2 separate regions of the Sus scrofa genome follow, and region 1 is linked to region 2. The links are chromatin contacts, called in public HiChIP or PLAC-seq maps. All regions are on one chromosome and are shown on one strand. Each heading gives the region's core, a stretch centred on a gene start, on an enhancer-like site or on the middle of the called end of the contact. The rest is flanking DNA. Distances are from core to core; before and after follow the strand shown.

The links. HiChIP or PLAC-seq counts read pairs in DNA pulled down with a chosen protein or histone mark.
Region 1: an H3K27ac HiChIP or PLAC-seq map of alveolar macrophages shows a contact between it and region 2, with 10 times the contacts expected there. The contact joins the promoter of VDAC2 here to the promoter of CHCHD1 in region 2. A contact is called at or near these places in 2 of 5 promoter capture datasets (fetal liver and fetal skeletal muscle) and 1 of 2 datasets of contacts at active chromatin or transcription factors (alveolar macrophages).

Annotation. Positions count from the first base shown.
Region 1 is chr14:77,765,299-77,771,922 of Sscrofa11.1, forward strand. VDAC2 (voltage dependent anion channel 2) reads left to right here and starts at 2,397. Exons shown (of 9, transcript NM_214369.1): 1 at 2,397-2,427; 2 at 3,429-3,497; 3 at 4,336-4,385. The coding sequence starts at 2,397.
Region 2 is chr14:76,505,512-76,512,639 of Sscrofa11.1, forward strand. CHCHD1 (coiled-coil-helix-coiled-coil-helix domain containing 1) reads left to right here and starts at 1,807. Exons shown (of 3, transcript NM_001190155.1): 1 at 1,807-1,956; 2 at 2,080-2,198; 3 at 2,790-3,749. The coding sequence starts at 1,833. The coding sequence ends at 2,903. FUT11 (alpha-(1,3)-fucosyltransferase 11) reads left to right here. Exons shown (of 3, transcript XM_001928248.5): 3 at 1-265. ZSWIM8 (zinc finger SWIM domain-containing protein 8) reads left to right here and starts at 5,646. Exons shown (of 26, transcript XM_013983348.2): 1 at 5,646-6,290. The coding sequence starts at 5,792.

The DNA.
Region 1 (6,624 bases), core at 1,147-3,646, 1.3 Mb after region 2:
GGAGCAGGAAGTGTGTCTGAATGGATTTTGCTTCCTTTGTGGGTGATACAAAGTAGTTGCTCTATAGGTGGTGGCTGCTACTAATGATGCTTTGGTCTAAAGAGCTTTGTTTTTTGTTTTGATTTTGTTGTTTTGTTTTAGAGTGGACTCTTTAAAGGGCTTTGGATGTAAGTACTCATATATAGTTACTGAATCCCACTTTGAAATAAATTGCCACGATTCTTCCTGTTATTAGGTACTGTGTATATCCCTTGGATTTTTATTAGAGGGTAAAGCCTCAGATCTGTGTTTTGTAGCACATTAAGATTCTCTGGGGGTTAAATATGTTAGATAGTTCACAGTGTGAATAAGCCCCAAAGATGACTGAGCAGAGACTAGGTTTTTCTGGGAGGTAGTATATTATGCTGCACTTAGGACAGGATAACAGTTTCTGCCATTAGCATCAAATATAGCCAGAGCAGACCAGTTCTCTGTGGAACCAGACTGATTTCAGACCAACCTGTCTGAACGTGAATGAAGGAATTAATCAGGACTCTGGTGCCTGAACTTTTAGGCACAAAAACTTTTCCCTTCTTCTAACCCTTTACAATGTGTAATACCAACCACGACTAGGCAAGCTTGCTGGCTGGGCCTGCTCATGGGAGGGAAATCCACCAGGCTGCAGCTTAAATCCGGGTTTGCAATGGGAGGCCTATCTAGCTATCCCTTTTTTCCTGGTTTAGAAAAAGATGGTAACTTTGCAGCATTTAAATAGAGGTGGTTTTCAAAGCTAGAGTCAGGGAATTTTCTTGGGGCAAAGTGGGTTAAGGACCCTGCCTTGTTATTGCAGCTTGGGCCACTACTGTGGCAATGGTTTGATCCTTGGCTTGGGAACCTCCACATGCCACACGGTGGGTAGAAAAAGAAGAAAAAGCCAGAGTGGGGGAAAATGAGCTTTCCTTAGTCTATGGCTGAATGGCTGTTAAAACCACTTCATCTCATTTATTTTATAGAGTGAAACAAAACAAGACAAAACTGGGGTAGAGAAGGGATAAATTGCTGAGACTGGCTATTGATTACCGACCTTAAATTGACCCTATTTCTATCTCATTAGACCGCTCATTTTTTTCTTGTCCCCTTGGCTTCTTCACTTCCTGCACACCCAGAGAACTGGAGTGCAGCGTTCTAATGCTTGGTCAGCATGATTCCTAAATTTTCTAGCAGGCTTGACTCACCAAGACCGCTCCAGTTTCTCTGTGTGTGTAAAGCAGTCCCACCCCAATCCAGACGAAGGAGGCAGAAAAGGAACCCTAAGGCTTGAGCGGGGGTAGGGTGGAGTAGGGAAAGGCGGGGCACCCCGAGACGTGCTCAAGTTTGTTCAGGGCGGGGCAGCCCAAGAGAGCCTCTCAGGCCGAGCCCCGCCTAGCATGGCGATTACACCATGATGGGAAGCGGGCGAAAGAAGGGAGTGGGCGAGGGGCTGGAGGTACGCCCCAGCGCCCCACTCATTTCTCTCTGAGCCAGGAGAGACACACGGTCTTCCAGAGACGCAAGCACTTGCTCAGGGCAGAAGTGGTATCGCTCAGCAGACTCCTTCCTCTACCGGGGATTGGCTCTGCAGGGCATGTAAGTCACAGCCAAGAAGGGGAGTTGGAGAGATGTACGTGACCTCGGGGAGCGCGGTCGCGCCCAGTCGCGCGCAGTCCCGCTCAGGCACGCGCCCGACGCCCCGCCCCGCCCATATTGAGCGCGCGCGGGGCCTCCACCCCATCCCCCCGCCCTCGCGGTCCCCTCCGGCAGCATCCGTCGTTCCCCGCCCCCTCGTCTCTGGGGCTGTCCTCTTCGCTGCCTGACCTGAGGTCCGGCAACGTCTGTCTTTCTGGCCCCCGCCGAGGGACCGAGGCGCCCTATCCCGGGGGCGGGGGTGCTCTTGGAGCACGTGGCTGTTTTAGAGCAGGTTGGAGTGGGCAGCAGGCGGCGCTGCGGGGACAGGCGCGGCGGGCAGCCCCAGGGGCAGCGGCAGGGTCCTGGCCGGTGGGGGGAGGACAGGGTTGCGGCAGGCGGAACGGTGTCTCCTTCACTTCGCCCTCCAGCCGAGGGAGCTGCAGCCCGACCCTGAAGGAGCCGAACGGTTTCTGCTGCGAGCGAACGGCAGGGGCGCCTCCCCCTCCCCCCAGGAGACCACCAGGTACCGCTGCCCCCGCCTCACTCTGACCCGGGGGCGTAGGCCTGGGCGGCCAAGCAGGATGTCTGAGCCGGACTCTGGGTCGGCCCTGGCTCCCTAAGATGGCCGCGCTGCCCCGCGGCCCCTCTCCCCTCTGTCCCAGACCCCCTTTCTGGCCCCTTGGTTTGCTTCTGACCCCTGCTGACCACACTTTATGTCCCTCCTTCAGATCACCTCATCCGACGGCTTCGCCATGGCGTCCTATGGACAGACCTGCCCACGGCGTAAGTAGAGGGGGATCTCTGCGGGACGGGGCGGCGGTGCCTGGACAGTCGAAGCCTGTCGAACGGAAAACTAGGGCTTCTTTTCCCGTATCTCTCCGAGGACTTGGAAATTTGTCCCTTTTGGTAGTTTCTCCATCGTCTGACTCCTCTAGTTCTGCGGAGGAGGGACTGAGTTGCTGGATTTCGAATAGGGGGACTAGGCCAGGGGAGTTGGTTCATGGTCGCATTCACCTTCAGCTTTTGGATGTGTCTTTAATGGACTCAGAGGAAAAAGTTACTGATACCGGATTTGGTTTTTGGAGGCTTGGATCGGTCACTTTTTTAGAGGAAGTAGTAATCTCCCTTGTGAGTGCACAAGGTCATTACATGTGCTCCTAAGGGCGTGGACGTGCTGTGTAGAATGAATGAGCTAGTGTAACGAGCTCAGATTGCTTGCCCTTAAGCCGCACAGCATTGGCCGAGGATATGTCTAAAGTGCCATCTGATATTTAGTTGATGTAGACACTTGAGTGAAACATAGATGGCTTTTTTTTAAGTTCCGTTAAGTTCCCCAGGTATTATTTACCTTTCTCTTCCCATTCCAGAATATTGGTTTTGGCCTCAGAGAGGATACTAAAGGATGTATTGGGGGAGGGGGTGAGGGACTTGTCTTAGTTTTTTTAATCTCATTTGGTTAAATCAGCCTATTCCAGTGACTTTTGGCAGGTATATTTGAATGTATAGTTATATATGTGTGTATGTGTTTGATTCTTTGTATATTTTGGAAGGAATTTCCCAAGTTTTTTGGCCACTTACTATAGTTATCTGTTTTAGAAATTAGTCTTTGGTGCTGATGTCTCCCTCATGGATCCTAGTAGACTATAGTTTTGTTGTAGCTCCTCGTGGTAATAAAAACAAGTTGGATTGCTTGGATTTAAAGATAGCAGTCTGTTCATAATCTAGTTCTTGAACAGACTGTGGGAGCACAGGGACATTAACATTGGAATGTTTCTTCCCACCAGCAATGTGTATTCCGCCATCATATGCTGACCTTGGCAAAGCTGCCAGAGATATTTTCAACAAAGGATTTGGTAAGAATTGCTTTAAAAATTTTAGATCTGAAGTGGAAAATGTGTGTTTGGATTGCTTAGGGAAATTATTGACTTTAAATTGTAAGTATTTTGCTGCATTCTCTTATTAGTTATATTTAAGATAAGATTTCTATTAAAATAGTACTGTAAAACAATCCAAATTCTATCCCAGTTTCATCTGTTTTTTTCAAACTTGAGTTACAGGAATTTACCTTTAAGAAGAAAAGCAATCATGCTTTCTTTTCTTTGAGATATAGTTTACGCCATGGTTGACTAGAATTGATGATTGTCTTGGATTGCTTTGATGGTGGTGACTCCTACTAAAGAGTTATGGGTTTTTTCGAATAAATTAGGACTCTCTTGAAGATTTTATTCCACACCTCACCCTCCCTGTCCTTTAGAATATTTCCCCAGTTATTTAGATTATTAATTGTTTAGATTATTAATCCCCGAAGGAGGTACCTCTTTGGGTTAAATGTTCTCAGTGCCTGTATTATAATAAATTATTGGCTATTCTGAGATTTAAGTTGAAGTGATTTTTCTAATCTGATATTTCGGTTTGAAAAGCATTTTTAAATAAATGCTTTGATAAAATTGTTTGACAGTTGGGGTTTTTTTTTGGGGGGGGGATTGCCAAATACACACCAATATATTAGGCAAAGCTTCATAGGGATGTTTCTGTCTATTCACAGAATTTTTCATTTAAGTATCATGTATCAATGCACATTTTTGTCTCCCTTTGAATATGTGAAATCTTTCTGGTTTTCTTTTTTTAGTGTATATAGTTGGCTGTTGTCATGCATCTTTTATACAAAAGAATCATTTTGTTCTCTTGAAGGTTTTGGGTTGGTGAAACTGGATGTGAAAACAAAGTCATGCAGTGGCGTGGTGAGTGTTAGGTATCTGATAAGTTCTGTTGAGCCTTTATATAATTTTTTTTTGGGGGGGGCTCACCCTTGGTAGATGGAAATTCCCAGGCTACGGGTTGAATTGGAGTTACAGCTGCTGGCCACAGCCACAGCAATGCCAGATCCAAGGCCTGTCTGAAACCTACACACAGCTCACGGAATGCCAGATCCTTAAACTACTGGCAAGGCCAAGGATTGAACCTGTGTCCTCATGGATACTAGTTGAGTTCATTACCGCTGGGCCACACGGAAATGCCTATTTTATCTTGAAGAAACAAAAGATGATTTCATTTTAAGGGCATTTTATCTTGATTTTATTTTCATTTTTGGATAGGATTTCTGGGTTTTGTGTGATCTTTTGTCATATTACTTACTTTGTATGTGCAAGGTACTCAGGAAAGACTGGTCATGTGGGATTCTGTTACTCAGTAAGATTGCAACCTGTTTTACTTTTTTGCAAGCCCTTTTGATGAGTTTGAAAAGCCTTAAGAGTTCTGCACATAAAATATTCACTAATTTATTCTTCCTTTTTTTTTTTAATGCCATCTGCAGCACATGGAAGTTCCCAGGCTATGGATTTAATCTGAGCTACAGCTGCACTCCACAGCCACAGCAACAAGGGATCCCCAACCCACTGAGGAGGCCAGGGAGCAAACCTGCCTCCTCGTGGATATTGGCTGGGTTTGTTTCTGATGTGCAGCAATGGGAGCTCCTTTTTTTTTTTTTTTTTTTTTTTTAACTAATTCGTAATTTGAGTGTAGTAATCATTTATACAATGATTATATTCTAACAGTCCTCCTTGGAGACATTTCCACCTGTATTTTGTGAATTTTTAGAGTCCTAAATTTGAGTATTTTTAAAAAACGTTTTTTTTCTGCAACATGTGGAAGTTCCTTGGCTAGGGGTTGAACTGGAGCTGAAGCTGCAGGCCTGCCCCACAGCTGCAGCAATGCCAGATCCAAGCTATATCTGTGACCTAACCCACAACTTGTGGAGTGCCAGATTCTTAACCCTCCAAGTGAGGCCAGAGATCGAACCTGCATACTCATGGACACTATGTCAGGTTCTTAATCTGCTGAGCCACAATAGGAACTCTAATAGTACTCCATATTTGAGAGGTTAATATTTTGATATTTGGATATCTTGATTCTGCCTGACTCCCTAAGAGTAAAGTAAAATTTATTTTGTGTAGTTTTTTTTCCTAAGGATTTTTTTTGTTTCATGTTGAGATTGTTGTAGGGATGGGGTGTAATGTGTGCATACTGGTTATTTTGATAAATTCTTGCTGTAAGTTGTTAACTCCCGTAATGCATATAACTGATATTTATTTAAATTAATTATTCTGTAGTTTCTTAATGCCTAGACTTGGATTTCTGGGGTTTTATATTGGTCACATCTGTCATTTGATTTCTTTGGTCTGAGTTTTCAGTGGTTGAGTGACTTACTTGCTCAGGATAACAGGTGTTTGTTTTGTGTTTCCTCTCTTAACCTATTGGCCTCTATAAACCACTTGCTGTATGTTTGCTGAAATACAAAAGGCCTTCTAAAAAAGTAGAAGACTCAATTCTTGTGTTTAAAAGGCTTGCTGGCTGGAGAGACACTTTAAATGACGGAACAGAACAGTATATCTAGTACTAGATTGTTCAATAAATCAGAGTCTTTATTGGAAAGGAAAGGCTTTTTGTGGCCAGGAATTTTATGAAATTAGGCTTAAGAACATGAAGAATGTATAGGAGTTTAATTAGATACAGCTTTAAAAAAATTTTTTTTTATATTTTTTTGCTTTTTAGGGCCACACTTCCAGTATATGGAAGTTCCCAGGCCAAGGGTGGAATCGGAGCTGTGGCTGCTGCTGGCCTACATCACAGCCACGTGGGATCCGAGCCATGTCTGCAACCTACACCACAGCGCTGGATCCTTAACCCACCGAGGCCAGGGTTCAAACCTGTGTCCAGATGGATCCTAGTTGGGTTCATTACTGTTGAGCCACGCTGGGAATCCCTAGTGTGTTTTTATTTATTTTTAATGTATGTAATTCAAAAGTGTGAAACTCATTTTGTAACGTGTACCTGGCCCCTAATATTCCCATCAATGCCTAGTTCTGCTATCTCACCTGAGCTGCAGAGATGTCCAGGCCACCCCAGCCAGAATGTAGAAGCCTAAATGTCTTGGCGATGGTGTGAAAAGAGTATAAGCTCCACTGGTGCTGTTATCTGGCC
Region 2 (7,128 bases), core at 557-3,056:
CTAGCTATCCAACTAAAGGCTTCTCTTTCTCTACAGAGAAAGCAAGCAATGTGAATTTTCGCTAGTTTGTGACCCAGCCTGCATTCTGTACAGCAGCAGGCTTGGGGTTATTGGTGGTAGAAGTGTCTGATAGGAGTCAGCTTTATTTGTGTTGCTGGAGTCAGGGTGGAACTTGGGGCTGATGCCCTTACTATTCCCAGGTGTTGCTGTTTTCTATTGTCTCAGGTTTCATTTTGTATAATAAATGGCTTCTTTTGAAACAGTGTCTTTTGCTTGGTTTTATTTCTGGCTGTGATAAAGTTGGAGACTTGGAAAAATACTTAAAACATTTGTTCATTTAACAAGCATTTACTGGCACTACTCTAGGCACTGGGGATTAAGCACTGAACAAGATAGACAAGGTCTATTCTCTTCCGGTGCTTACATTTTAAATGGGTGTTGGGGGTAAGGCTGTAAATGAACAGTAAGGGAACAAGACAATCCAGACTATGATAGGTGCTGTGAAGAAAATAAAACAGCTTGATAGTGGTTTGGATGGAAGTCAGGGAAGTCCTGACAAACTGAGACTCAACAGAAGAAAAAGAACCAGCCATGCAGAGATAAATGGAAAGATTCCAGACATCTGTGATAAGTGATTTTAGCATACTAAATTTACACAACCAAATTAAGTATTGCTCTCCAAAGTAGTCATCTTAAGAACTACAAGTTTGTACAAGTTGTGCTTCCATTACATGGTGCTCATGTATAAATATATGCCTTGAGAATCAGCGGTACGTCTTTGTAAATCATTTTGGGAGGTGGGGGGTGGGGGGGGAGTCAGAACCAAGTCTGATTAAAGCTAGGCATCACAAGGAAGGACAAAGTCTATAAATAGGAATGATACTACTAAGTATCTTCAGAGAATTGGGAAGAGGATTAAGTAAAACAATGTATGCAAAAGTCCTTAAACCTTTCCTTACCCAGTGAGATCGATATAAATGAGCAAACGATTTCTGAACAACAGTAGCTGCTGAAGTAAATGAGGGCTAATTTTTCTTTGCGGCTTCTGGGGTGGTTCCAAACGTAGTCAAAACCAACAGTTCTTGAAGGTTTATTAAAATCATTCCTAGAGTTCTGACCCTGGCGCAGCGGCTCCCGCCAGCTGAGGAGGTGCGGGTTTGATACCTGGTCTGGAGCAATGAGTTAAAGGATCCGGTGTTGCCGCAGCTGCAGCTCGGATTCAGTCCCCGGCCTCGGAACTTCCCTATGCTCCGGGTGTGGGCTTTTTTTTTTTTTTTTTTTAATAGTAATAATAATTCCCAATTTAGCATTTTTCAGTCTCCCAGTTTTATTTGCTCCCATCCTCTCTGCCCTTGCTTAGGTCAATCTTTTTTTTTTTTTTTTTTTTTTTTTTTTTTTTTTTGGTGATGCGCCCGCTGCAGGCGGAAATTCCTGGGCCGGGGGAACGAACTCCCACCATAATAGTGGCAAGGTGGATCCTTAACCCACTGAGCCACCAGGCAACTCCAATCACCTTCTAATCCAGCCGGTTACCACTCGAAACTAGAGTCCGTTTATCAGTGTTTCCTGGGTGTTCCCGGTCCAGTACTGCCCCAAGACTTCAGGGCCCACAAGAGTGGCCTAGGTCAGCAGACGAGTCCCAAAGATTCTCCTCCCAACCTGCACATCGGTCTCTATTAAAGCAGGTCAGAACCCAGCAGCGCGGGTGCCCCGCCAAGAAAACAAAGCGGTGCATGCTGGGCGGGAAAGGGAGCCTCCTAGTTTCAGGAAGCTCGTAGGGTCACGCAGGGTCACGCACGGCGCCGCAGAGCCTGCCGGGAGCTCGCTTTGCAATGGCGACTCCCAGCCTGCGGGGTCGACTAGCACGGCTTGGAAACCCACGGAGGCCTATACTGAAGCCCAACAAGCCCCTCATCCTAGCCAATCATGTCGGGGAACGGCGCCGGGAGAAGGGCGGTGAGCAGTCGGAGCCGTGGAGGCCCTAGAACGGAAGCCGGAGGAGTGCAGGGGGCCGCTGGGTGGGAGGGCCGGAAGGTAAGGGTCTCCTTGTGATTGAGGGTCCTTCCCGTTCTCCACCAGAGGCGACCTGTATCACGGAGATGTCAGTAATGATGGCTTGCTGGAAGCAGAATGAATTCCGCGACGAAGCGTGCAGAAAAGAGATTCAGGACTTCTTCGATTGTGCTTCGAGGGCTGAGGTGACAGGAGGCTCCTGGGGTGCCCTCTTGGGAGGAGAATGGGGTATACAGTATGGTTCTTACTGCCTCTTGCTTGGTGATAAGAAAATTCTTCTCCCTCAAAAAGGGCGAGAAAAGTTTTTGGGATCTACTTGACTCATGCCAAAGTGCGAAAGTTTACAATTTTGAAGGCATCGTGATCTTGAGCGATTTGTTTTACTGCTTTTAGCTTTATCAGATGCACAGTGAGGTTAATATTCATATCTGCCTTAAAGAATTTTGTGAGTGTTAAGTGAAGAAATGAATGGGAAAACCACATTGTAAAATTTAAATTGCTGCTCAAATAGACATTATTCTCCCAAGTGAACTAAAGATAGGAAAGGACAGTTTATTTGGTTTCCAGCTTAGATTTAATTGCCAGCTGGATGATGGCTTCAGATCATACAGTCATTCATGGTTCCCAAGTCCTTTTGATGAAAGAGGACTGAGAAGATGACGCAGCTCTCCAGGCTGGTTAATTTCTCAGTGTGATTTGGGGTGTTGTGAGAACTATTAGCTTAGGTCAGGGCCAACTTTAGAGCTGTCATTTTAATTTTTGTTCTGTGTTTTCAGGCTGCCCGAAAGATGAGATCAATCCAGGAGAACCTGGGAGAGTTGGGGAGTTTACCCCCCAAGAAATTGAATAAGTTGTTACATAGGTTTCCTAACAAACCTCATGTCAGCTGAAAATGGAGAAGCATTTTCAATGACTGGACTGTAGCTTCTGAGAACTATGCAGAGGCTTTTTAGAGATATTTGCATTGTCACACGTTCTTTTTGAAGAGTGGAAGGACGCGAAACACTTTTTTTTAACCCTTTGGAATCATTATGTGGATGGAAATTATATTTTATGTTGAAATAAAATCCCCTGAAGAGAGCTTGGCCTTTTGTTGTGGATTAGGTATTCCCACTATAGTTGAGTCCTGTGTTCTCCCCTACACTCTGGAAAGTCTTTGCTCTGTAATTTGCACCAGGGTCAAGACAAAAACCTTTATACCACTTAGTGTCCTTGCCTTTGTATGCAAAGGATGCATAAGGATGTTGGAGTCTGTTTATATGAAGAGCTTTTTTGCCATTATCTGTAAATACTCACTGACTATCTGTGCATAGCCACTGCAAGGTGCTGCCAGGATAATCAGAAGTTCACAAACTGGTGACCCAGAGGTTTTGGAGATGTATTTTATTTGGCCCACACAATTAAAAGTTTGTTTTTAAATTAGCAGACCACATTCAAAAATTCAGTATCATAAAAAATCCACTTTGGCTGGGGGTGTGGCCAAAAAAATATGCTTTTTAGCTTTTTTTAAAAAAAATCAGGAGTTCTTGGAGTTCCTGTTGTGGTGCAGCAGAAACAAATCTGACTAGGAAACATGAGGTTGTGGGTTTGATTCCTGGCCTTGCTCAGTGGGTTAAGGATCTGGCGTTGCTGTGGCTGTGCTGTAGGTTGGCAGCTGTAGCTCCGATTCAACCCCTAGCCTGGGAACCTCCATATGCCATGGTGTGGCCCTAAAAAGCAAAAAAAAAAAAAAAAAAAAAAAAATCAGGAGTTCTCTTGTGGGACAGAGGGTTAAGGATCTGGCATTGTCACTGCTGTGGGTCAGGTCCCTTCTGTGTTCGATCCCTGGCCCAGGAACTTCCACATGCCACAAATGCGGCCAAAAAACAAAGAAAAATCCAAAAATCTGGTAACCTTTTATTTCCCACATGGAAATAAAGAATCAAATAGAGCTGATTATCATTAGTTTCCATTCTCCAGTGATCTAGCCACAGGACTCTCAAATGGTGAGACTGAGGCTTAATCGGCAATTATCTTCTTTGTTTATCACCTGTTCACTTCTCTCTATGTTACTACCTGGTTGCTGACAACATTTTTGCGACCTCCTGATATTAGAACAATTGAACAGTATTTTTTGCATACTTTGCCCTTTCAATCATAACTGAGTTAACTTTTTCTATGTACTTTACAGCATTAAATGCACAAAGGGGTCAGTGGGGGTTTTAAAGCTCCAGTAGGATAGTTATTAAGATAAAAATGGGCCTTGCCTCCTTGACTCCGCGCAGCTACCTCTTCCTATAGCCCTCATGTCCCTTTGCTGGATACTGGGCAATTGCTGGGTTCTGCAGGCTGAGGTTGTCAGCCTTAGGAAGAAGCTCTGGGCTTAGGTATTTTGGATTAGTCTTGGAAGTACTTAATATCCGTCAGTAGACTCCCAGTAAGAGTCTATGAACATAGATGGGGGAAAAAAATTTGTCTTTTTTTTTTTTTTTTTTTGTAGGTCAATTTGTCATCTTTTTTTCCCTTTTTTTAGGTTTTTCTTTTTTCTATTATAGTTGATTTACATTGTTCTTTCAATTTATGCTATACAGTAAAGTGACCCAATCATATATATACACACATTTTTTTTTCACATTATCCTCCATCATGTTCCATCACAAGTGACTAGATTTAGTTCCCTGTGCTATACAGCAGGATAATTTGCTGTTTTTAATCTGCAGCTATTTCTAAAATTATCCAAAAGGTTTTACCAAACTGTTCCAGATTTGTTTATGCAAACAAAACCAGAATTTATGGGCAAACTTTTACTTACTTTGGTCAATGGTGGCCAAGAATCCTTTGTTCCTCTCTGAAACCCAACAACTCAGCTTTGATTGTTTCACTTAGTATCCCCCTGATTGGCTGCCTACTGCTGTATTGATTGGTTAGATTAGTGGAGAAGTTCCTCATGGAAAAAAATTTTGTCTTTAACCACAACAGAAATTGAGCATTTCAATTAGGAATGTGGAAAACAAAACCACAGTATTATTAGCAGTATCTATATGAAATCACAGTGTTTTCATATATTGTGATTTGTTAAAGATATCTCAGTATCACTTACATTCATCACTAACTTGAAAATTATGGTAGTTGTTACACTTGCTGCTGTATCTTATTTAATGTGTAAATAAAGAAGCACTATGTTACAAACTTAATATTTTGATAATTGTATTTCAACATGTTTGGTTTCCTTTGTAACTCTTTATTTATAAACAATCTGAGAAAGGGATCCAGAAGCTTCACCAGGCTGCAAAACGGCCCATGGCACAAAAAAAGGCCAGCAACCCCTAGATTCAAAGGCCCCACTGGCAAACTGTACAACCATCTTCTGAAATCAAATGCCTTCTCTTTTTGGTGCTTCGCCAATTAGACTCCATAAAAAGTCTTATGGAATGCAGGCTTCTGGACTACAACTCCCAGAAGGTGATGCAGCCCCAGGGCCTATCCAGAGTTAGGGCAATAACTCCACCCAATGGTGCCTGTGTTTGTTTCTTGACAGCCTACAGTTCCCGACATGCGTGGCGGCTGTTTATTCCTTGGGGACATTATGGACGCCGAGTTATTGATGGGATGTGTAGTCGTTTCGTATACCTTTGGGGGTTGGCTTCCTCTTACGGTATCTGGGGGTGGGCTCGAGCATCAAAAGCAGGAAATGTAGCAATTAAAAAGGTCCTTCATCTCCGAGCGTACCGGTCTGGTTCCTAAGCGCGCGAGGGCGGAAGTGGTGGTGGCCGGCGCGGCCGGAAGTTCAGATCAGCTGATGGGGGAGGCGGTGCCGCAGCCGCGGAGAGGCCCCGGCTGCCGAGCGCTTCGTCCGGGCCGCGAGTCTCGGAGACCGGCCACGATCCCCGTTCACACCTCGCAGTTGGGCGAGGCCCTGCGCTGTACCTCTCCCAGGCCTGAGATCCTCGCCCGGCACGGCCGCCCTGAGCGCCCCGGCTACCCCCAGCCCCGGCTCGCCCCTCAGGCCCCGGGCCTCCCCTCAGCCCCCGGCCGGCGGCCCAGGCCCCGGATCCGCGGGGGGGACCCGGCTCCGGGGGGTGCGGGCCCCATGGAGCTGATGTTCGCGGAGTGGGAGGACGGAGAGCGCTTCTCTTTCGAGGATTCGGACCGCTTTGAAGAGGATTCGCTCTGTTCCTTCATCTCCGAGGCTGAGAGCCTCTGCCAGAACTGGCGGGGATGGCGCAAACAGTCAGCGGGGCCCAATTCCCCCACTGGCGGCGGTGGCGGAGGTGGCAGTGGCAGTACCAGAATGCGAGGTGAGGGTGATCTGGGGGGAGGGGAGCGGACAGGCCCGGCTTCGGCTTGGCTCGGGAGCTGTCCCTGCTCGGGAGCTGTCCCGGACCAGGAGCTGTCCCAACCTTAGAACGGACTTCAGGACTCGCTTTTCCGGTCCTCCTGGGGCTCGCTTCTTCCATCGGCGTGCGTGCGTGCGTGTGTGTGTGTGTGTGTGTGTGTGTGTGTATGTGTGTGTGTGTGTGTTGGAGTGATGGCTGGGAAAACCTGTGTTGAATAGGATTAACAACAGAAAGTAGATCTTTTGTCGTTCATTTGCCTTGGAGATGGGGTAAAAGAGAATTCCCTCTCTGACACGGGATGCTTATCAAGTTCAGCCTGAGAGAATGTGGGTAGGGGGCAGATTGTGAAGAAGTGACCACTTGAGGTGTGTCATCCCATTGCAAAGTGTTTTGGGAGCTTCTTGATGCAAGGTGATGATCTCTGGCTTCAGCTGCACCAAGAAGGGATTCCACCCAGAGGAAAGTGGAGGTGAACTGGTCTATGAGAGGAGGTGTTACAAAGGCTTAGATCAGAGACTTGGTTCCTGGTCATATTGAACATCAACAAGAAGCCAAGGCTGGGACCACTGTATTAGAGCCTTAGATTTCCATCATCTGGGGCCTGGAGAAGAGTGTGGGTACTTGTCCCTGGAGTCTCATTAAACAGTCTCCCTGCTTTTCACCTGAGTTTCTTTCCTCCTTGAGTCTTTCAGTGATTTAGCTGATTAGTGCTGTGAAGAATTGGCTTTTTATTAAAGAGGATGGAGAGGAGAGTGATAAGAGAAGCCTCACAGACTCAAGACTCACCACATTATTTCCT